4 separate regions of the Mus musculus genome follow, and all the other regions are linked to region 4. Evidence: chromatin contacts called from public HiCAR-type and promoter capture Hi-C data. All regions are on one chromosome and are shown on one strand. The core of a region is the stretch at or near the end of the contact, and the rest is flanking DNA. Distances in the headings are between cores, read along the strand shown. Region 1 overlaps Ildr2 (immunoglobulin-like domain containing receptor 2). Region 2 overlaps Ildr2 (immunoglobulin-like domain containing receptor 2). Region 3 holds the start of Dpt (dermatopontin). Region 4 holds the start of Mpzl1 (myelin protein zero-like 1).

Region 1 (5,510 bases), core at 206-2,705, 650 kb after region 4:
GTTTTTATGAAGAATGAGAAAATGTATTGAAAGGAGAGAGGAGAGCCAGAGGAGTTACCCAGGCATCTAACTCCTCTTAGAAACTGTAGCTAGGAGAAGAGGCAGAGAGTCCCTCCAAGATATGGAGCCAAACCTTTGATGTTCTGGGCAAGCTTCTCTTAGTTTCAGGAACTCATTGCATAATCCTAATCTTGCTCACTGATAGACACCACAGAGCAGGTCAGTATTGCTTCAATTCAGATTTATATTTAAATTGTGATAAAAAAAATTTCATGAGTATTTTTAGCTGTACTGGGATCCCACACAATGAAGACACAAAATACATAAATGACTTCATTGTGTCCCTGTTAAAACTTTGTGTCCTTTATGAAGATAAAAGTTGTGGTTTGGTGGCGATGAAAGAACAGTTAAAAAAAAAAAAAGGATTAAAGCTGTGCTTGGATAATAAGTATCTGTGTCACAGGTTCTCAGTAGAGGGGTGCTTGCTCTGCAGGAGACATTTGGCAGTGTTTGGATGCCTGTTTTGCTTGTCACGCTGGCCAAGAGTTATGAACCCAGTGAAGAGAGGCTGGGAAGGCTTTGGAGCCTCCTACAATACAGACTAGTTCACGATACTCATGCTCTGACTTTACACATCCCAGATGCCAAGTGTAAGGAAGTCCACTTGGATACTGCACATGGTCCAGTGTGAGCATGGCATAGAGGCTTGGGGCCAGACAGCCCTTGGTATACTAATACGAGCTTAGTTTCCCCAATCTGTAGGAGAGAGGGGTCTTAAAAGTCATCCCAAAGGCTGGTTGTTAAGAAAAAAATCCAGTAGCTATTAGTTCCTTCTCTTACCTCTTGCCACTCTCCACATGCCCCCACCAGTGTGTCATCTCTAATCTGAGGGAACCCTCTTTAAGGAAATCTATGTTGAAGTATTCCTGCTAAACGGTTGGTTTTTTCTTAAGCAGATTTAATGAGTCTCTTGTGAATTGACCGCTAAGAATAGACTCACATTTTCTCATTGACGTCCCAGCCCCCTTTGAAATCATCCTGATGGTGATAAACTTGGGGTTTATCTGACCCAACACACTTTGTTATCTTTGGGTTGTCTCATTTTGGCACCCCGTTTTCTGAGGCATTAGGATGTACAGCTCCCTTCAACTACATCAATCAAGCACTGCAGCCCAGGGAAAGAAGGTGCCTTCATGGAATGGTAGCTGGTTGGAAAATATACCCAAAGACTTCTGACCTGACACAGCTTTGCATTGCCCTGCGTCGCTTAAAAACCAAATGAGGCCTGGCAGACGCTCTTCATGAGTGCCCAGTCCCTCAGCCACCCCAGCCAAGGCTGGCCCCAAGCCTGCTCTACCCTCCCTCCTCACAAGCAGCCCAGCTCACTGTTTTTGCCTCACTTGTTGCCCATCCCTGTGGGAGGAACACGGCCTTCAATTAGCGTGCATTCCTGACCACCTCGGTTGCCGTGGTTACCCCGGGAGGTGCTGGAGCAGCTGGGTCAACCCGCGCGCTCTTTGTAGTCTTCTGAGCCCTTGCGTGGGGGAGGGGACACAGGGCCAGCGCTGGAGTGGGTGGTACCGGGAAATCGGCTCAGTCCCCCAAGGAAAGAATGGCAGTCCGTCAAAGCGGGTCAGGAGACAGTTCCATTTTCTCCAAAGCCAGCTGCCTCTATTCAATGCATGCAGGTTTGGTTCACACGGGGACAGCGCCTCGGATTTTGTTGAATTGGCTTCCCAGAGAGGGCTCTGGGAAAGGGTCCATCATGGAAGCCCTTTATACCCCAAGAGCGCTTCGCCACCAAGGAAAGGGCAGGAACTCTGGCCTGAATGACCTTATAGCAGTGTACCCTCAGTGCCTGTCTGAGACCTCAGGGCTTTTTTGGTTAAGGAAAGTAGTGGTCCCTGAATATTGGATCAAGTCTAGTGGATATCATTGTGCAAATCTGTTTCACCCAGCACAATAAAGTGCAAGAAACCACACTGATCCCCACAAACTCAATTTCCTCCTTCAGTGGTGTCCCGCCATCCTCATCGAATTTTGAGTCAGTCTAGCTCTCTTCTATATTCCATCATCTCAGACCAAGTCAAGCATGTTATATTACTAATGATATTTTCCATCCATTCACTGTTTTGGGGGCCGGAGGTTGGATCACTAGAGCACTTTGCACAGGCCAAGTACCTTTGCAACCATTATTATTGTTTGTTAGTTTCTGTCCGTATGTCTTTTAATTAGATCACACGGTGTCACGATGTATCCCAGTAATCATTTTTCTAGTTGCAATTGCAAGACGTGTTGCGATTTTTTTCAACAATCTCATCCAACATTTTGTACATCCAGAAATTATAGTTTCATTATGTAAGCAGAGGAGTTCCACAAGCACAGGCTGATTTCAGCCATTCAGTGCAAATACCAGGAGATTAAGAGGCACCATGACATCATGGGGATGGGGGTGGATGTTTGGGTGGGGGGCAGGGAGGACAGCTGGAGTCAGTAGACCCCAGTTCTATTCCTCGATTGCTTTTTAGGCAGTTATACAACTTTCCTTAAGATTCTTAATCTCTCTGGTTTTCTGAAGACATCGGATGGAGGCTGTGGTAACCTTTGTGGTCCTTTGGAGCCATAAAATATGATTTAAAAATGTGTAAATAAAAGAAGTCAAGGCCTTTGACCAAACATACAACCCACTGCCAAAGACCTGGAAGCCTTTATTAACAGTTAATTGCAGAGGGTCCAATAGTAGTCACTATATAGAGAGAATTCACTGTCAGGGTGATTCTCCTCTAAGTCTATAATTTAAAGTGAACTAAAATATAAAAGACACAAAAGGAAAAAAATAAACACAAGAAATGCTTAAATACATAGTTTATAAATATATGTGAAGGAAAAGGAAGCTCTATCCACATTTGTGACAGATAGTCATAAACTATATTTATTGGAAGCATGGTTGCCATGGGAATATAGAATAAAATCAGGCATGTGTGTGCCCCTGGGAAATTTCCAAATATATTTGGTATTTTAAATAGCCATAGAAACAACCCTTAGGAGCATCTTTACACATACGGACAAGGGCCAGAGGAAGGCACCTGCTCTCCTCTGAGAGGTAGAAAAGCAGTATTTTTGAGGATTGGGAGTGGAGTGTGCAGAGGGTGGATACAGTACAGCCCTGCAGATGGATCCCGAGCATCCCAGGAAAGCTTGGAAGCATTCAGCAGAAAGGAGAAGCTGGAACCGCAAAGACTGGGGAGGCGTTTGCCACCCTCCTGAAGAGGAAGTTCGCTCTCACGGTGCCCTGGCATGCCTGAGAGTGGCTCTTGTTATCTTATTCAAAGAAATGGACAGAGATCACCGTGCTCTGGGCAACACAGGGATGGAAGAACTGCTCTCACCTCACCGTTACATGAGTTTCTCAGCACTCTGTCTGCCTGCTGCATGCAAAGGAGCCAGATTTAGTCCCCAAAAACAAGTTTGTATGGTATCTAGAATTTCACCTCCCTTTATACCTTGAAGGCTTTCAACTATCAGACCCTGAGCAGAAGTGTGACGGGCACAGACCAAAGCAATCTCTTAGGGTAAAATTTACATTCGTATTATATCTCTATAACCAATTCTTTTACCATACACCAGCCTTGTCTGTTTTCACTGGTGTGAGTGAGGTGGCAAGATGTTCTATTGCCTGGAGTACATCCTTGGCACTGAACACTGATTCCCGGATGCTAACTGTTTTGCCATATGTTGAAAACTGATGCATGTGTGGATTGACAACGGAACAGCTCCTTTATCTTCCCTATTAAGAGCTCACTGGATTGGGTGGAAGGTTCTATAAAGAGCAACATGTCAGAAGTCTAGCTAGAGGTGCAGCCTACCAAACCATGGGGATTTACTGTTGGAAAGCCTTGAAAGTTCTGATGGGTTGAATGAGGGGCCTTCTGGTACTAGGCTGCTAAGATGCTGAGCCTAGGGCATAGTCCCCACTCTACTGGGACCTCTAGCCTGCTAGGCACATGTAAAGGAATCACTGCTGAGAGATAAATGCTCCGCTGAAGGTGTGTGCAGTGTCCTTGGGGAGCCTGGAAGAGGAGACGACATCTTATTGTAGCAGCCACAAGGGCTCTGTCAAAACATACTGTTAGAGTCCTGTAGACCAAGTAATAAGTACTGGACCAATGCAATTCCAACACTTGTTTTGCTAAAGAATGAGATGAACTACCCTGAGGGCTGTGACTACCAAGGAAAGAGATTAGCACCTTGGGAGAAATTCGGCAAGGAAGTGAGCTATGAAATGTGCAAAGACAAAGCTATGGGATGGAGAAGTAGGAAGTGCAGCAAAGACTATGTCTCTGGCTAAAGCCTCAGGAACAGAGGGATCCTAATGTCCAAAAGGCAAAGGAGATGGCTACTGGGTAAAAGCACATTGCTGGATAAGCATAAGGACCTAGGATCTCTGTAAGTGCCAGCTGGACAGACTGCCTATAATCCCAGCTCATAGAAGGCATAGACAGAGGACACCAGAAGAAGCTGGCTAGCTAGATGAGCTGAATCAGTGAGCTCTAGGTTCAAGTGAGAGACCCTGTCTCAAAAATTCAGGTATAGATCAATTCAGTAAGATTCCTGATGCCAATTTCTGGCCTCCATGTGCGTGTGCACACATGCACAGAAGCCTGAACACACATATGTGCCCAAGCACATGTGAACGTGTATATACCCGTTCATACACATACGCACAGTCAAAGGAGGTTGACAAATTACAGTTCTTAGGTTGGTGTTTGAGCTTCCTGGGTGGGCGTGGCTAGAATGAGCCTCACAGATGACCTATCTCTGTTCCTGCTTCCGTCTACACCTGACAAAATAGTCATGTCTTTGACAAGTGAATGAATGAATGGGTGGGCAAGAGACATTCTGAAGTGAGCTGGTTTCCAGGAATATGTACAAACAGCTCAAATGGGGATAACTTAGAAGTGGCAGTCTGAGGAAACAGCTGGATTTGACAGTTAGGAGGTAAGAGATGCAAATCATGCATTCACAGTGCATGCTCCTACTCTGAGCATCCAACCCGAGGACCACGTGTGGCTGTGGCCTGGATGCCAGCGTGCTATGAAACTGATGCTTGTATGTGTGCGTGCACGAGCTCTTCAAGTGCTTTATGCTTCTGGCTTATTCATGTGGAAATTTTCTTAAAGTAATGGATTTTGCAAGCTTTGCAGAAAACTGAGTGCGTACACGAGAGCCACATTTTCTACTGATCGTTTGAGCTATGATTTGAAAAGAGTAAATATGGCCTTCTTGCCGCAGGGTCTGCTTCCCCTCTTTCCCTTAGACATTAAAGTGACTTGTAATTACCTCTCTTAAGCTGGATTCTGGAAGAATAACAGTGATTCGCAAGCACGGTGAAGCTCTGCTGAAACCCAGGCTGTATTTACCGCTATTGTCTCCGAGATCAGACCCTCGCTGGGCGAGATAGGAGAGAAGAAACGGATAGCACATTTCTAACCGACAGTAGCATTTCTTAG
Region 2 (5,113 bases), core at 1,611-4,110, 670 kb after region 4:
TGTGTTATAATTTAATACCAAATGATCCCACGAGTAAATTATCATTCCTGTGTGCTCTCTCTCGGTAAGACAACACTAGGAGGTCCTGCTGTTGTAAAAAATTCCTCTGGTCCTCCCTGTACCACAGAGGATGGAGGGGAGGCAGAGGAAACCTGAGAGACCATATCTCTGCCCCCCACATCTAATTTTGGCTTCACCTTTCACTCAGCAGCAAGGACTAGTAAATGTTGTCTTTAATAATATTTTCAAAGTCTCAGTTAAAAGATTTAGAAAACAAGTGGATCAGTTACATTACAAATAGGTTCCCTAGATTTAAGTAAAAGGAAATTCAATATATTTCTAAGTTTTTAAAAAATAATCGAAATTTCTGTTATTTTTCTAGCTACATCATAACTCTGGTCCTAGTTCATAAGTACTTCTGCACAAAGCTAGGAAGTGAGAAATCTGTGACCGCATCTTTCTTACATTTTTTAGGCAGGGGCCAGAGTTCAAGCTACAGCCCAGTGGACACAAAGGCTAAGTCCACCTTCCAAACGTCTGGCCTAGCCACTCACAACCACAAACACCTGCAATCCTTTGATAGGGAGGGAAACAGGTCTACCCAGGCCTTAAGTAGGTCTGGTGAGCCTTGGGCAGGGCATTACACAGCAGGAGCGTGGTCTAAAAGGTAAGTGAACTGAAACCAAGGTATATGTCCTTCACCTTGACTTTGAGCCATTTGGAGAGCAGAATGGGCCTCTTCTAAAGCACGGGGTTCATACTGGCTCTAAAGACCCCCTTTTGGGACCGGGCCAGCAGTAGAGAACATGCTATTAGTAGTGGCTTTTTTTTTCCCCTTCCTCTCTTGGCCCAACATAGCCTGAATCATTGAAGTTCACCGCAGTGATTATATAGGACAGAGAAAAACATTTGAACAAGGGAGATCCGGGAAGCCTGCCTTAGGTAGAACAAAGACAATTGTCTCCCTATTCCAAGAACAGCATGTAGGAAGCCTCCCTCTCTGTAAGCAAGTTGGGTTTGAGATGGAGCCAATTCCTGCTGAGTAACACAAATACCACCTGTGATCATCTACAGCTCACACTGGTCAGGACCATGGCTCCCAGGCAGAAGATTCTGGAATATGCGATCATAGCCCTTAGCAGCACTCCCTTCCAATCATTTAGAAAACCATGGTGCCTGCTTTTGTTCCTGCAGATAACAACACCATCTCGGAACTCAGCTCCCTGCATGATGATGACAGCAATTTCCGCCAGTCTTACCACCAGATGCGGAATAAGCAGTTCCCTATGTCTGGAGACCTGGAAAGCAATCCTGACTACTGGTCAGGTGTCATGGGAGGCAACAGTGGGACCAACAGGGGGCCAGCCTTGGAGTATAACAAAGAGGACCGTGAGAGCTTCAGGCACAGGTGACGGCCATGAGTGGGAAGGGACCACTGTGTATCTGTTCTTCTGTTTCTATAGACTATGGAATATCTCTTACATATATTACACCCTTGTGATACTGTGTGTGAGAAGTAACCAGTTAAGCCTTTTTGAAATGAGTGTCTTGGGTCCCGTAATGAGACACTCTCTCCATATGTTTTATCCTAGAACCTTTAAAGAACCCACTATCTTCACCACCCTGATCATTTGTCATAAGAATGATGATCATGCCACCATCTCTTGTAATTAATCCTTATACTTCTAAAAAGCAGCTACTGTTTATGTTCCTATTTTAAGGCCAGGAAATAGAAAGTTCCAGATGCTAAGGAACTTGCCCAGGGTGATAAGTCCAAGCAACATTTAATAATCTGTGTGACAGCTCGATTCCTGAATGGCATGCCTGCACTCATTATCTGTCCTTGGAGGACAGTAGGTACCTACCCCCCCCCCCATTTCCTTTACCCACTGCAGAGGTCTCAGGCCTCTTGACTTAATAGGCAACTTGGTCCCTGCCCCGGAGAGAGATACAATCCTTTCTATGTTAACAATTATTCCTGGTCTCCTGGGACCAGAGCTGTGTGTTGCTGTTTGCTGTGGTTGTGAGGGTGGGTGAAGTAAAACATGTGGCTGTCACCCAGGGGTCTCAACACGATAACAAGCTGATCTGTGTGTTTCAGCACTACACAGATCACAAGGTATTTTCAGATACACAACCATTCTGGTCTTCCACACAAACTCAGGAGAGAGCCAGGATTGCTCTGGCTGAACTCGCAGCACAAAAGGTGCCAAAGTTGATTCATCCTGCTGGGCTGAGGGGTAAGATACACCTGGGCCCCTGAAACTCCAGGGGCGCGCTGCAAGGTTTCCATGCAATAACCAGTGACCATCTGCCCGCAGCCAGCAGCGCTCCAAATCTGAGATGCTGTCGCGGAAGAACTTTGCCACGGGCGTGCCGGCCGTGTCGATGGACGAGCTGGCAGCCTTCGCAGACTCGTACGGCCAGCGGTCGCGGCGCGCCAATGGCAACAGCCACGAGGCGCGGGCGGGGAGCCGCTTCGAGCGCTCGGAGTCGCGGGCCCACGGTGCCTTCTACCAGGACGGCTCGCTGGATGAGTACTACGGGCGCGGACGCAGTCGCGAGCCGCCGGGAGACGGGGAGCGTGGCTGGACCTACAGCCCCGCACCCGCACGCCGCCGGCCGCCAGAGGATGCGCCTCTGCCGCGCCTGGTGAGCCGGACCCCGGGCACCGCGCCCAAGTACGATCACTCGTACCTGAGCAGCGTGCTGGAGCGCCAGGCGCGGCCGGAGAGCAGCAGCCGCGGGGGCAGCCTGGAGACGCCGTCCAAGCTGGGCGCGCAGCTGGGCCCGCGCAGCGCATCCTACTACGCCTGGTCGCCGCCAACCACATACAAAGCTGGGGCCAGCGAGGGCGAAGACGAGGACGACGCGGCGGATGAGGACGCGCTGCCACCCTACAGCGAGCTGGAGCTGAGCCGCGGAGAGCTGAGCCGGGGCCCGTCCTACCGTGGGCGTGACCTGTCCTTCCACAGCAACTCGGAGAAGAGGAGGAAAAAGGAGCCCGCCAAGAAACCCGTGAGGGCTCACCCCCATCTCTCTGGAGCTGGGTCCGGGAATGGGGGTTGGGGGGTGGGTGAGTTATGAGGTTGCAAGGCCGCCTGGCGGAAAATATGCTCATGGAGGCTGAGTCATCAGTTTCACACTATCCAGGGGCAGGTGGAGGAAGTAAGAGTGGGACCATCAAGAGATGGCAACATCAACAAAACATATTTTTAAAAGTAGATAATGTATAGGTGATTGTGGAAAAGACCTTCAAAGGGCTCACATTCCCGCTAGCCTTTACCCAGAATTTCTGTGAACTGCGTGCAAGCTATTTTGTGCGTGCTTATGCGGACATTCCAGAGAGTGATGGCTATTTACAAAGGGCCCACTTCTGCCTGTTGAATGAGTGAATACTGAGTCCCGTCATTACCTTGCATGTGTGACAGGACCCTTTGCTTCTGCTCAATTCTCTTGTAAATGGACGTACATAGACTTCATTGCATTCTCTGTACACTTTTCCTTCAGCCCCTGAAAGAGCTCTGGACTTCGGAAACATTGGGGAAACAGTCACGTGTCCACAGGGGGGGGCACCGAAGTACTCCTGCACTCCTCCCCTGCTATACACTTTTTTATATCACTCTCCATGCTCGAGAATTTCTGTTTATCAGCTAACCTGACAGCACTCTTTTTTTCCAGACTCTCAGCTGGGTTGGCCTGCCTACCTTCCTGCCTTTTTTCCTTTTCAATGGAGCTCGAACCCAGGGCCTTGCCCATGCTAGACAAGTTCTCTATCACTGAGCTGCATCCTCAGCTCTGGGCACTTTTCAGTATACAGTATAGGGAGCAGGAGAGTGGACAGGAAATAGGTGTTCGACACTATATTCATTTCCCCAAGCGCCTAAGCGGCTTTGCTTGTTCTTGAAACTAGAGACATGCAATGACCGAGGAAGGTACCGTGAGTGAGGAAGAAACTCTCAGGAGACTTCAGGTTAACAACACACCATCCACCTGTCAGTATTCTTGAGACAATACCAAGTTATTCTGAGGCCATGGAACTGGGTTCTATCTGACATATGTTGGCTTTAGCATTTTCTGGGCTTTGGGATAATCACCAGAAATCTAACAAAGTCTAGAGTCAAGGTGTGCCTGGATTTGATCAGGTTTTCAGCTCTGCCCAGTTAGCCACTAGTTGTGTCTGTTGCTTTCTCAGTCTGTGGTTTAATGGTGGGCTCTTTTTGCTTTTCCCTAGGGCGACTTTCCAACCAGGATGTCCCTTGTAGTCTGATACTTATAAGACACCTCTCTGGATGACTGGAAATCAGATGCAGACTATGGAGACAAGACCCAAATCTGAGAGCCGGCAAGCCTAGGATCTTCTCTGGCCAGCAACCACCTTGGAAGCTTTGCTGATCTCTGCTTTGGCAAGGGATCCTCCTTTAAGAAGGCTGATTTCAAATCTTAGTGCCCATCTATCTCGAGCAACTTACCAAGAAAACGCTCTGTGAGAACATATCACGTAATAACCGACCAAGTTTATCTTACACCCCCACCCCCACCCCCATTTCCTTAGCAGAAACAAGACTCTGCGTCCAGTTCTGAAGCTGGAAGCTTTGAACCCCTGATCTCTAGAAATTACCTATGCCTGCAGTATGTTTTTCTACGAGTGCTATTCTGTGCTTAGACAGAGGAATTTACTACTACAGTTAGAAGACCGTCTGCTCACAAGAGAGATAAATGGTAAAATGGACCTTGTATCCCCTTGCTTCCAGTCACTGGTCAATGAGTCTTGTTATGCTAAAACCAGAAGGCCTTTAGTGAGCGTACTGGCCGTGACCTCCTGGGCAATCACAGAAATGGCTTCAATTTGCTGCTCTGACTCACAATTCTAAGTGGCTGGGACAAACAGAGGAGAGCATTTTGAAAAACCATCTTAAGTGGTCTTTCTTTTTCCATTCAGAGGACACAAACTGCTTTTCATCTTTCTGTCGAACAGAGTGACAATCCTAAGGTTCTCCCTGCCCAGCCCACACTGGTCCCTCTCTTCCCTCCCTCTCCTGGTCTTTTCAGGGCTGGTGCCTCTGAGGGTGTTCCACTCCATGCTTCAGTGTGAATAGCTTGTCATCAGGTG
Region 3 (4,964 bases), core at 979-3,478, 840 kb before region 4:
TGCAGTATGAGGACTCTCCCTTCAGCATGCATCAGACCTTCTGGGGGCTTCTCAAACTATACTTGGCTGTATTCCACTGACAGAGTGTCTGAGGCAGGGGGATTGAGTGAGCAGAGAGAGAGTCTACATTCTTAACAAGTTTCTTGGTAACAACCATGCTGCTGGTCGTAGAAGAACAATCTGAGATAATATTTAGCCCCCTAGGCTTGTAGACATACTTTGCAAACAACACAGAAATCCATAGTTTAAATTAGTTATGTATGTTAACATAAAATGCTTTATAAATATTTTATTTGTAATGTCCAAATGTTGATCTAAAAACATAACTGCAGTTTTGATAAAATGATAAGAAGGATTGAATCATGGAATCAAAAGACCCAACCCATACATCTCTAGCTCTAGTAATTGAGGTAAAGAATTTTTCAGACTATAACATACTCAATAGTGAAAAATTAATAATGGTTCCTCAGTATAGATCATGGGGTTATAAAGGAAATGTATGATAACCTACCTGAAAACACATTGCAAATCCTAAATGCACTTCTCCTTTGGCTCTTCTTCTTCTTCTGTCTGTTCTGACCTATTCTGGTTTTTATTTATTTATTTGTTTATTTATTTATTATTATTATTTAGATTCTTATTTGTATCCTTATAAGTGAGAGAAAGATGTGGTGTAGACTTGGGTGGGCGGGGAAATGGGAAGAATCTGGGAGGAGTTGGAGAATCATAATCATACTATGTTATATTTTAAAAATCTACTATAAATATAAGATAAATGCAAATTAAAAAGAGATACTCCAAGTGATTCAAAATGCTAGAATAGGTAAGACATTTTTAAAAATGTGTTCCATACCAAAACTCTAATGAAAAAATTTCTCAAAATCATTAGCCAGGAGACAAAAATATTCATGCCAAACTGCCGCTATACACCTATTAAAATGACCAAAATGTAAAAGAAAGGATAATTTTCTGGTGCCATAGCACAGACAGCTTCTTTTAAAGTTTGACAGACTCTTACATAGCAACCTGGAAATCAGTCATGAGTATTTACTGAAGCAAAATGAAGAAGAAGCTTTATACGAAAACCTCTGTGCACTTATAGAAATTTTATTCGTAAGCACTTATGCATAGTTATATATAAATTTTTACAAATGAGATATTCCACACGTGCTTCAGATGATACCATTGAACAGGACACCCATACTGTGGAACCCTTCTCAGCAATTACAAGAGGTCAGTGACTGGCAGCACAGTCGAGTCTCAAAAGCAGGGGTAACAGAGACTGACCCGTGTGGTGTGACCCCAGTTATTAACAATCTGGAACAGGCAAAACTGTAGAGACGAACATCCGATTGTTGGGTAGCAGAACTAGGTATCGGGAACAAAGAGGATGCAGAGGGCTATGAGGAGGTGCTCTGGACTATCCAGTCTACTCTATAGCATGATTTCAGAGCTGCCTGCAGGACTGTATGCTACACAGTTGAAAAGCTGGCCTTTATTTTATACACTTCACCTCAACAAACAGAAAAGTCAATGTAAAGTTTGAAAGTGCCAGCTGAAAAAACTTACCATTCATTTGAGCTTAACCAGTTCCATACTTAAGCCAGAGCTGAAGGGACCACTTTCAGCAGCTCAGGCAGATGCTGAAGCAGAGATAACGCCCCGCTGCTCTCTCCATGGACCAATAGCACTTCTACCTGAACGTTAGACATTTTAACAGTAGACCTGAAGACAGATCATCTGCTTCTACCCCCAATTAAAAGACGGACTAAGAACATAAAAAGAATCCAGGCACCTAGGTTTGCAGAAATCTAAAGGTTGAGTTCCTTTAACTTATCAACGTTTGTGTTTTGAAATCTCCGCCTGGATTTCCGTATAATTCTAGAGAGCTAAGCAGGAGAACAGCTACCAGATACCTGGTTTGCTAGTAAGAAGGGGCGTGGCAGAGGGGCAGCATGCCGAGAGATGAGGGAAGGATAGGTAGGCAATTGAGGGGGTCTTTCTCAGGTGTTTCTGAGCAGAGTGGAGCAGCTGCCTCTGGTCCCTCTCCGTGAAGTGATTCTCTGGGGAGATTTCCTTGATTTACATGTTCCTTGCATGTTCATAGAATTCCACCTTAAAACAAGCTGGACGCAAGCAAGGCCAGTTTCTCAGCGTGGAAAAGCTTTTGCTTGAGCAATGACACACTGCAGTTGGATCCAGTTCACCCACATCTGGGAACCACATGTCAGCGGCAGCTGTATAAAGTCAGCCCAGCAAACTGAGGGTGACATTTTTTTTGCCAGAAGCCGGGCAGTATGGACCTCACTCTTCTGTGGGTTCTTCTGCCACTGGTGACCACAGCCTGGGGCCAGTATGGTGGCTACGGGTACCCATACCAGCAGTACCAGGACTACGGTGATGATGGATGGGTGAATCTTAACCGCCAAGGCTTCAGCTACCAGTGTCCCCACGGGCAAGTGGTGGTAGCTGTGAGGAGCATCTTTAGCAAGAAGGAAGGCTCTGACAGACAATGGAACTATGCCTGCATGCCTACACCCCAAAGCCTGGGGGAGCCCACTGAGTGCTGGTGGGAGGAGATCAACAGGGCCGGCATGGAATGGTAAGAAGCAGAGAGTGCTCTAGAGATGGGAACATCTGTGTATGTACTGCATGGGAGAAGTTTGGTCCTTAAAATAGCAGGGCTCATAACCTGGGCACATCCTAAACTTGCTATTGCATGCTCTGGCGGGCAGGTGTGTACAATGTAGATAACATTGTAAGGTGAAAAACCAGGATGGGGTATGTCCCATGAAGGATGGATCTGGTTCTACTCCTTCAAAGGCCATCCCTAGGCTCAGTGTGTCCCGCAAGCTGGGTGTGTGTACGCAGAATGCTTACCAGACTTCCAAAATAGAGATGTCTTAAGGAATTTATAGAAAGTGGGCATCCCTGTGACATGGGAATAACACTTCCATTTTGGGATGATTTACCGTTTTCCAAAAATACTGCTCCAGGGTGGTTGGGACAAAATAAACAATTGGGTCCTCAGTATCCATATCCTGAAAAAAAAATATTGATTCAAAGTAAGTGATTGGGTAAACAAGACTGAGAACTAGAAACAAAGGGTCCTGAAGTTAAGTAGTGCTCTGCTGTTCTGATGAAATATGTTCTGGCGAGTTTTACTACTGAGATTTCTCTGTCTCCCTCTCTCTCCCTTTCTCTTGAATTTAAATAGCCTCTGTTGCTAGGATATAGTTTACCAAAGGTTTTTAGAGGTACTGTCCTGACTTCTGCCTTTTGCCTAATCATTGGAACTGCATTGGTCCCAGTTTGTGCTTCTCTGTGGTGTTTGACTATCCCAGCCCTGGCATTTGCTCAGAAGCCCATCTTAAGAGACAGGGGTGGCTATACTGGTCATTCATAGCTGTCCAAATGGAGCCCAAATTTCAGGGCTTAGGGAGATGGTGGAGGCTGACCCTAGGAGAGGCAGACTGAGGGAGGAGGTAGCCCAGCTGGAAGGCTGCCAGGTGTGCCCTCTGCTGAACAAGACAACTGCATGAGGGGCTCCTGCAGGGCACTGGCAGAGTGAGCATCTGGGATGGATCAACATAAAACATTAGTGGTGATACTTTCAGCCATCCAGGAGAAATGCCCTGAGCATACATCACACCACACACTACATTATCTGATCTGATCTAATGCTTTAAGCAAGCCTATAAATCATGCTGTAGGTTGGCAAACTGTGGTCTGGAGATAGGTGGGTTTCCTTAGCTAGAAAGACAAGATTTGGATCCAGAAAGTCTGAGCTACAGCGGTGGGCTTCCAAGAGCCTGCTGCCTCCACCCTAAGTGGACTCCTGTTGACAGAGCCAGGGCCCCAGAACCACACTCAAGCTGAGAGAAGGTGGGAACTACAGGGACTGGCCCAGTGTGGTAAGTGGCAGTTTGATTAGAGCTCTGCTCCTGAGGACAGGGCCTATCTACCCGTGTTATAGGCAGCATTATAGGAACAGAAGCAGACTGAAGAATCTGTAGAGGCCTCTTGAGCAGGGCTGTTAGGCCATCCTTCTCCATTCCCTCTGCTTCTGCCAAACAGATCCAAACCCCCTTCAGACACAGATGACTCAGAGACCAAACTTGTCTTGAGGACAGAGGACAGACCCTGGTGAGTCCCAGCAGGCAGGCTCATTGCCTGGCTTCAAGGGTAGAAATGACCTAGTTGTAACTGCCTGTCCAGTCCACCCACCCCAAGGGACCATCACATAGACGGGCCAGCTTTCTAACCTCTTGAAAGAGCCACAGAAGGACAGCACTGGGTGAAGATTGCCTAACCCCTAACTGGGGGCAGGGCAGGGGGGAGCCCTGGGGTGAGTCACAAGCTGGGTTTTGGTTCTGGTGCTAATGATAAAATGTAATGGGACCTTAGGCCAAGCTTCAGCTGTCTCCCTGCTGCTGCCTTTGGAAGATGAACCCTCAGGCTTTGCAGTCTCTACACAAAGCAGCCACTCACTTCAGCGTGCGCTTGGCTTTTGCTTGCATTCTCTTGAACTGTGTGTTCACCCAGCTAAGGAAAGAAGCCAAATGCTATTTAGTCTGAAACATGCCTGTTTGTAGCTGGTTACCATGAACTCCCAAAGTTGAAGAGAGGGGGGGGAAAGGAAAAAAAGGAAAAACGTGATTTTTTTTTTTTTTTGATATATGGGATCTAAGATTTTCACTTTCCTCCTTTTGACCTTCCCATGGTCCATTGCCTCCTCCATCTCCACCATTCACAGGGCTAGAAAGTCATGAACCCACAAAACAGCTTCTTCACCACCAGACCCAGCTGCCCCAGAACTGGTACCCAATTACTCCCTAGGCATTTTTCTCCTAGATGATTATGGCTTTGTGTTCAGACTCCAGTCTCAGTGAAAAATTTGGAAGGCAAGAAATTGTTCACAGGCTGGGGAGCAATTACGTCTCCCCGACTGGCTGCCTGTTCTT
Region 4 (5,070 bases), core at 1,324-3,823:
AGATCCTAATCAAGTTTCAAGGCTGAGCGCTTCCATACTTAGAATGTAACTGTCAGCAGCTTGCAACACTAACAAGTTGTTGGACCACCTTGCTGGAGAGACGTAAGCCCAGATAATGACTGGTCAATGGTGGGTGAGCCACAACCCTGACCTGAACTGCTTAGACTTGCATGTGTCTCTGGCCCTCTATTTAAACTTTAAACTTTCAGGACCCTGGGGATGGCTGGAATTGAGTCACTGGATCTCCGTGTGTCTTCCCAACGTGGCCACACTGAATAAATCTCCACTGAAAATGTTCTTTCTTTTTTTTTCTTTTTTTGTTTTCTTTTTTTTGTTTTGTTTTGTTTTAACTATTGATTTGACTGTTTTGACTTCTCAAGAACCTGCAGTCTTAGGGTAAAGAATGTGACCCCACGTGACCCCACGTTCCGTGAGTTTCAAGTACTTAACATCTAAGAGGTGCGGATAGATACTTGCTAAGTAACTGAACAGAACTTGAGAGGCTATTCTGGATGAGATCAGTGGTGTGTTCCTGCAGGTCCCAGGCTCCTGGAGGCTGAAGCAGGACTGCTTGAGCCCAGGAGTTGAAGGCCAGTCTAGGCAACACGGTGAAAAGAAACCCCAAAAACAGAAAAGTCAGGTGTGGTATACACCTTTAATCCAGCCCTTGGGAGGCAGAGTCAGGACGATGCCCAGTTCAAGAACAGCCTGTGATAAAACAGTGAGATGCTGTCTCAGAATGTTTTGTAAAAGATGAGCCCTTATGTGTAGTTCCTTCAAATCAGCCCAGACTGGCCTCCAACTCATGTCAATCCCCCTGTCCCAACCACTCAAGTGCTGGGATTTCAGGTGTAAGCCATCATACCTGGCTTCTAAAAAAAAAAGAAGAAGAAGAATGGTTTCTTTTATAGCAGAGCAGGTGACATTTCATTCATAACACAGTCCCTGCTTCTGCAGCTTTTAACACCCTGAATTTAAGATCACTCTGACCGCCCTGTCCCCAACGGCAATGTCTGACATCACACAATTCAGCCCACAATCAGTCTGATAAAGTGGAGTTTGGGTCTGTTCTGTGTTCCTTTGCTTAAACACAAATACAGCCGGCACCAATAGAAAAAAAAATGGCAAAAACAAACAAACAAACAAACAAACAAAAACCCACGCCTTTTCTGTTTCCTTAGGAGAAACAGGAAAACAAAAACAAAAACAAAACAGATCCCATCTGATACATAAAAAAAAAAAAAAAAAAAAAGAATCTTGTCCATTTTCACCTCCAAGCTATTAACTAGGAGCTTAAATGAAAGCTGGAAATCCAACAGAATCTCACCTATACTCCTGGTTCGAGAGACTACTACATTAAGAACTTTTGCACGAAAGAAAGTACTGAGTAATGGATTTTGAACAAATTACATTTTACACAACAAAAGAATGAGTGGGAGGAACCCCCTCCGTGTTTTCTTAGGAGTTCGACCTCTCGGTAACCACTACTTAGCTGAATTCTGAGACAGAAACAAGTACTTTACTTTGAACAACACACAAAAAAAGTCCTGGGGCAGACACTACTTCAGACGCCCCATAAAACAACTCGTCCAAGACGTCATATAAACCGAGCCGGAGCCTTTATCAAAAACTTAAGCCTGGTTTATTTGGTAAGGGCCTGAGAGGGGGGCTTTTAAAATCAAAGTAAAAGCATGCTTTGTAAATGTTCGTCTTGTCAAACTATCTTGCCCATGTTTACCATTAATACGAATTCGACCGAATTCTTTCAAGCCTTTGCATTCTAGGCTAGAAGTAACGTAAATTTCGCCTCTGTGATTTACAGACCCCAGAGATGAAATAAATGAGAGTCTGAGTTTTCAATCATAGAGCCTTAAGAATTGATCTGAGCGCATTCGAAATAGATCTTACCAGGTAAAGGAAAAACACTGGTTTAAACAAGGAAATAAACCAACAAAGGCCCACAGGTGAAAAATCCTGCAATCTTCCGCCATCTCCCAAAGGTGGAGAACATCAATTCCAGAGTCGGACTCCCGGGAGGTCCTGGGCAACTCAGAATCGCCAGGAGGCGACCGCAGGGGACTGGGCGTGAGTGGGCTCCTGGGACTGTCCCCAGGGAGCTGCAAGGTAGGGAGCTCCCTCACCCCTCCCCGCCCCACCCCCCTCGCCCTCTACGCAAAGGGATCCAAAGAAAGAGGTTCCTCGGCTCCCGGCCGCGCTCCCCGGGCGGCGTGCCCAGGCCCCAGAGCTCGCAGGCCGCGCCCCCTCCCCTCCGAGGCGCCCCGAGCGCGCGCACGGCCGCGGAGCCCCCGCCCGACCCCGGCTCGGCATCACTCACACAGCCCGAGCATCGCGGCTAGCACCGACCACAGCCAGCGCCGGCGGGCCGGGGCCGCAATCAGTGCCACGGCTCCGACGGCCTCTGCCATCCTGCTCCCGCCGCTCCGTTCCGCCCGGCTTCCCGCTGCGGTCGGCTGGCTTGCCTTAGACCACACAGCTCTGTCCGGATCGCGGCTGCGAGCGCGAGGACACCTCCACGCCACCGCTCCCCGCTCCCGGCCCCAGTGGCCAACCGCCAGCCTTCTGCCCAGCTCCAGCCCCTGTGCCCGCCCCACTGCTCGCTCATTGGTCCTCCTGGCAACCTGGGAAAGAAGCCATTGGACAACTCGACTCCCTGTCAGCCCCCTCGGGCAAGGCCCCGCCCTCCGGGCCCCGCCCTTGGTGTGATCTGTGCAGCATGCCCGCGTACTGTGCCTCTGCAGCCGCATTACTTTGAGCCTGCCTGCGTGGCTGGTCGTGGGGCTGCCCTCCGGCCCACCGCCGCCAGAGGCTGCCCTCCTCTCTGAGGGGCCAGTCCCACAGTTCTCTTAATGTCCCTCCCCGCGGTCTCTTCCAAGTCCGGATATCATTTCCGACTAGGATCTGCTTGGTTACTCCTGGCCTCACTCACCTAAAGAAAAGCAATTAATTTAGGGACCGGGTGGGGGAGGGGAGGAGTGAAGTGAAGAGAGAGGTGAGGAAAGACTTCCATTCAGTGGTCGAGATAGAAAAAGACCCACCATCTCTTTGACCTTTGCCGAGTATCTGTCTTTGCCTGAACTGGATCATTTGCGTTGCAACATGAGAAGTCTCCATCTTGCCCTAACCTCTGAGCAGGCCCTTTTTTGGCTTTTCAGAGGACAGGAAAGGAATAGGAATTGGAACTCTTTCCCGCCACCTAGATAACCAGTGACTGCACTTACTGTTTGTTTAGCATATCAACGTCCCTCGGCCTATAGATGAAAAGTTAGGACGGAGGCGGTGCCTTACTTCAATTCTGAAAAGTGCCGGCTGCTACTAGTTACCCAGCAAACCCTAAAGAGAGGGAGGATTCTGAGAATGGTCTTCAAAGGGGGAAAAAGGAGGGACCAGACACAAAACAGATTAGAGTGAACGAAGAACGGGAAAATCCAAGTGAGAGTTTGGAGGAGGAAAACAAGTTTTAGGAACAAGACTATAATAGGCGGAGCGTAGTCCAGTAGACCAAAACGCGGCCTCTCCTTTCAGGATTTTGTCAAAAGCCAGTCTTAACAGTGTCCTTCCGATGTTTCCAGTGGCCTAGCCCCTTAACCTTGCAGTAGAGCAAGTTCCTAATTACTAGGCAATTGGAGAAAACCAAGAATGCATATCGCAGCTATTTTGCCTTCCGGTTAGCAGGTCCTGCCCATCGGTGGCACTTTACTTTCAAGGAGCACACATTGGAGTTTTAATAACCAAGAGTTTAGCAGGAAAGTAGAAAGGGCAAGCTGTGGAGGAGTCTGAGAAAGAAGGACTGTCTCAAGTTTGAGGCCAGCCAGCCTAGGCTGCATCAGGAGTTCTAAGGCAGCCTGTGCCACACAGTGTAGACTACCCTGTGAGACTCTTAAAACTTTTTTTTTTTTTTTGTGGCCATCCTTAGGTTATCCTGTGGGCAACAGAAGGGGAGTGGCCACGAAGTCAGATCTGTACTGAGGAGAGCACCTCATGTCTTTAATCCCACCCTCAGGAGACAGAAACAGGGGGCCTTTGAGAGTTTGTTCTACATAGTGATTCTAGGTCTGACAGGATTACTTAGTGAGACCCTGTCTCAGGGGTGGGGGTGGGGAGGAGGCACGGAGGAGCATGCTCAGGCTCATAACATAGGTATCACAGAAGGAAGGCAGCATTGAGAAGTGGTTCAGAAAAAGATCGATGTAGGAAATAGAATCAAGAAAAAGAGTTCTAATTCCTAGACTGTCAACCTTGCCTTTAGGATCAGTTTCTACGGCCTTTTCAGCCAGCTCCTTCCTCCAGGTGAGCGCCTCAGTCCACAGCAGATGACATCTCAGTCATCTACCAGGACCGGTTGTCTAACATCTCCATGATCCGGGGGATTTTGGTCAGGCTGTGCCTCCAGGTCTCAGAGATCTAGACGGTCAGTAGGATAGAGGCTAGCACTGGTGACTTACTGATGAACGGGCTTCTGAAGGACAGAGGTCAAAGGTGCAAAAAGCACAATAATGACAGGTGAGGGTCAGAGGTTAAAGGTGCATTGGCAAGGGAGCGTCATCCACACGGGAGACCAAAGGCCAAAAGCAAGTACATCAAAGATGGGGCTAACACACTCAGAGGCAGACTTGAGGCAAACCTGAAGACCAGAAGCAAGAAAAAGTAAGGCCCCGTATGACCGGGCCACAGAACAAATCAAGTATACCCTGATCAATTTCAAAAGCTACCGGGTTTAGTAAAAACATGAATCCTATTGGCTCGGTTGGTGTTCCGGTCTATGTGACCCCAGGCAGGACTTTCTTTAAGGATGGTTTAGAAAATGAAAAAATGCTAACATCTCGAGCAATTCTATTGGCTCTGCTGCCAGCCATCATAACTGGCTACTGCTTGTGATCCATATAACACCAGAACCCAAGACAAATATGGCTGACATCTTCTTGTGCTATAGTTTAGTTTTACTGTGATTTATTTAGAGATAGAGATGTGTAACATATATACATATATTATGTGTGTATGTATGTATGTATGTATGTATATAATCATGATGTGTATATTGTCTAAAAAATA

Evidence for each region. Promoter capture Hi-C pulls out the DNA fragments that hold promoters and counts their contacts. HiCAR-type assays count read pairs that join an accessible place to other places.
Region 1: a HiCAR-type map of astrocytes shows a contact between it and region 4, with 2.5 times the contacts expected there. The contact joins the enhancer-like site here to the promoter of Mpzl1 in region 4. A contact is called at or near these places in 1 of 484 Hi-C or Micro-C datasets (liver) and 4 of 115 datasets of contacts at active chromatin or transcription factors (astrocytes, embryonic hindbrain, embryonic stem cells and 1 more).
Region 2: a contact with region 4 is called in a promoter capture Hi-C map of liver. The contact joins the enhancer-like site here to the promoter of Mpzl1 in region 4. A contact is called at or near these places in 1 of 39 promoter capture datasets (liver), 5 of 115 datasets of contacts at active chromatin or transcription factors (astrocytes, embryonic hindbrain, embryonic limb bud and 1 more) and 1 of 9 other capture datasets (embryonic stem cells).
Region 3: a promoter capture Hi-C map of cranial neural crest shows a contact between it and region 4. The contact joins the promoter of Dpt here to the promoter of Mpzl1 in region 4. A contact is called at or near these places in 1 of 39 promoter capture datasets (cranial neural crest) and 1 of 115 datasets of contacts at active chromatin or transcription factors (pancreatic cancer cells).

Annotation. Positions count from the first base shown.
Region 1 is chr1:166,281,341-166,286,850 of GRCm38.p6, forward strand. All of the region lies in intron 3 of Ildr2 (immunoglobulin-like domain containing receptor 2), which reads left to right. Among named protein-coding and RNA genes, the nearest start is that of Ildr2, 30 kb to the left of the region's middle. Within about 2 kb of position 1,456, at least 121 of the 459 cell types and tissues checked have an H3K27ac peak or open chromatin away from gene starts, as enhancers often do. A contact at or near this core is called in astrocytes, embryonic stem cells, liver and 1 more, where this site is marked.
Region 2 is chr1:166,306,526-166,311,638 of GRCm38.p6, forward strand. Ildr2 (immunoglobulin-like domain containing receptor 2) reads left to right here. Exons shown (of 10, transcript NM_001164528.1): 8 at 1,195-1,408; 9 at 2,322-3,018; 10 at 4,235-5,113. The coding sequence ends at 4,270. Among named protein-coding and RNA genes, the nearest start is that of Ildr2, 55 kb to the left of the region's middle. Within about 2 kb of position 2,861, at least 87 of the 459 cell types and tissues checked have an H3K27ac peak or open chromatin away from gene starts, as enhancers often do.
Region 3 is chr1:164,794,435-164,799,398 of GRCm38.p6, forward strand. Dpt (dermatopontin) reads left to right here and starts at 2,229. Exons shown (of 4, transcript NM_019759.3): 1 at 2,229-2,602. The coding sequence starts at 2,298. It overlaps Gm32569 (a long non-coding RNA gene), which reads right to left. Exons shown (of 4, transcript XR_373663.3): 4 at 1,092-3,041.
Region 4 is chr1:165,631,968-165,637,037 of GRCm38.p6, forward strand. Mpzl1 (myelin protein zero-like 1) reads right to left here and starts at 2,574. Exons shown (of 6, transcript NM_001083897.1): 1 at 2,336-2,574. The coding sequence starts at 2,426.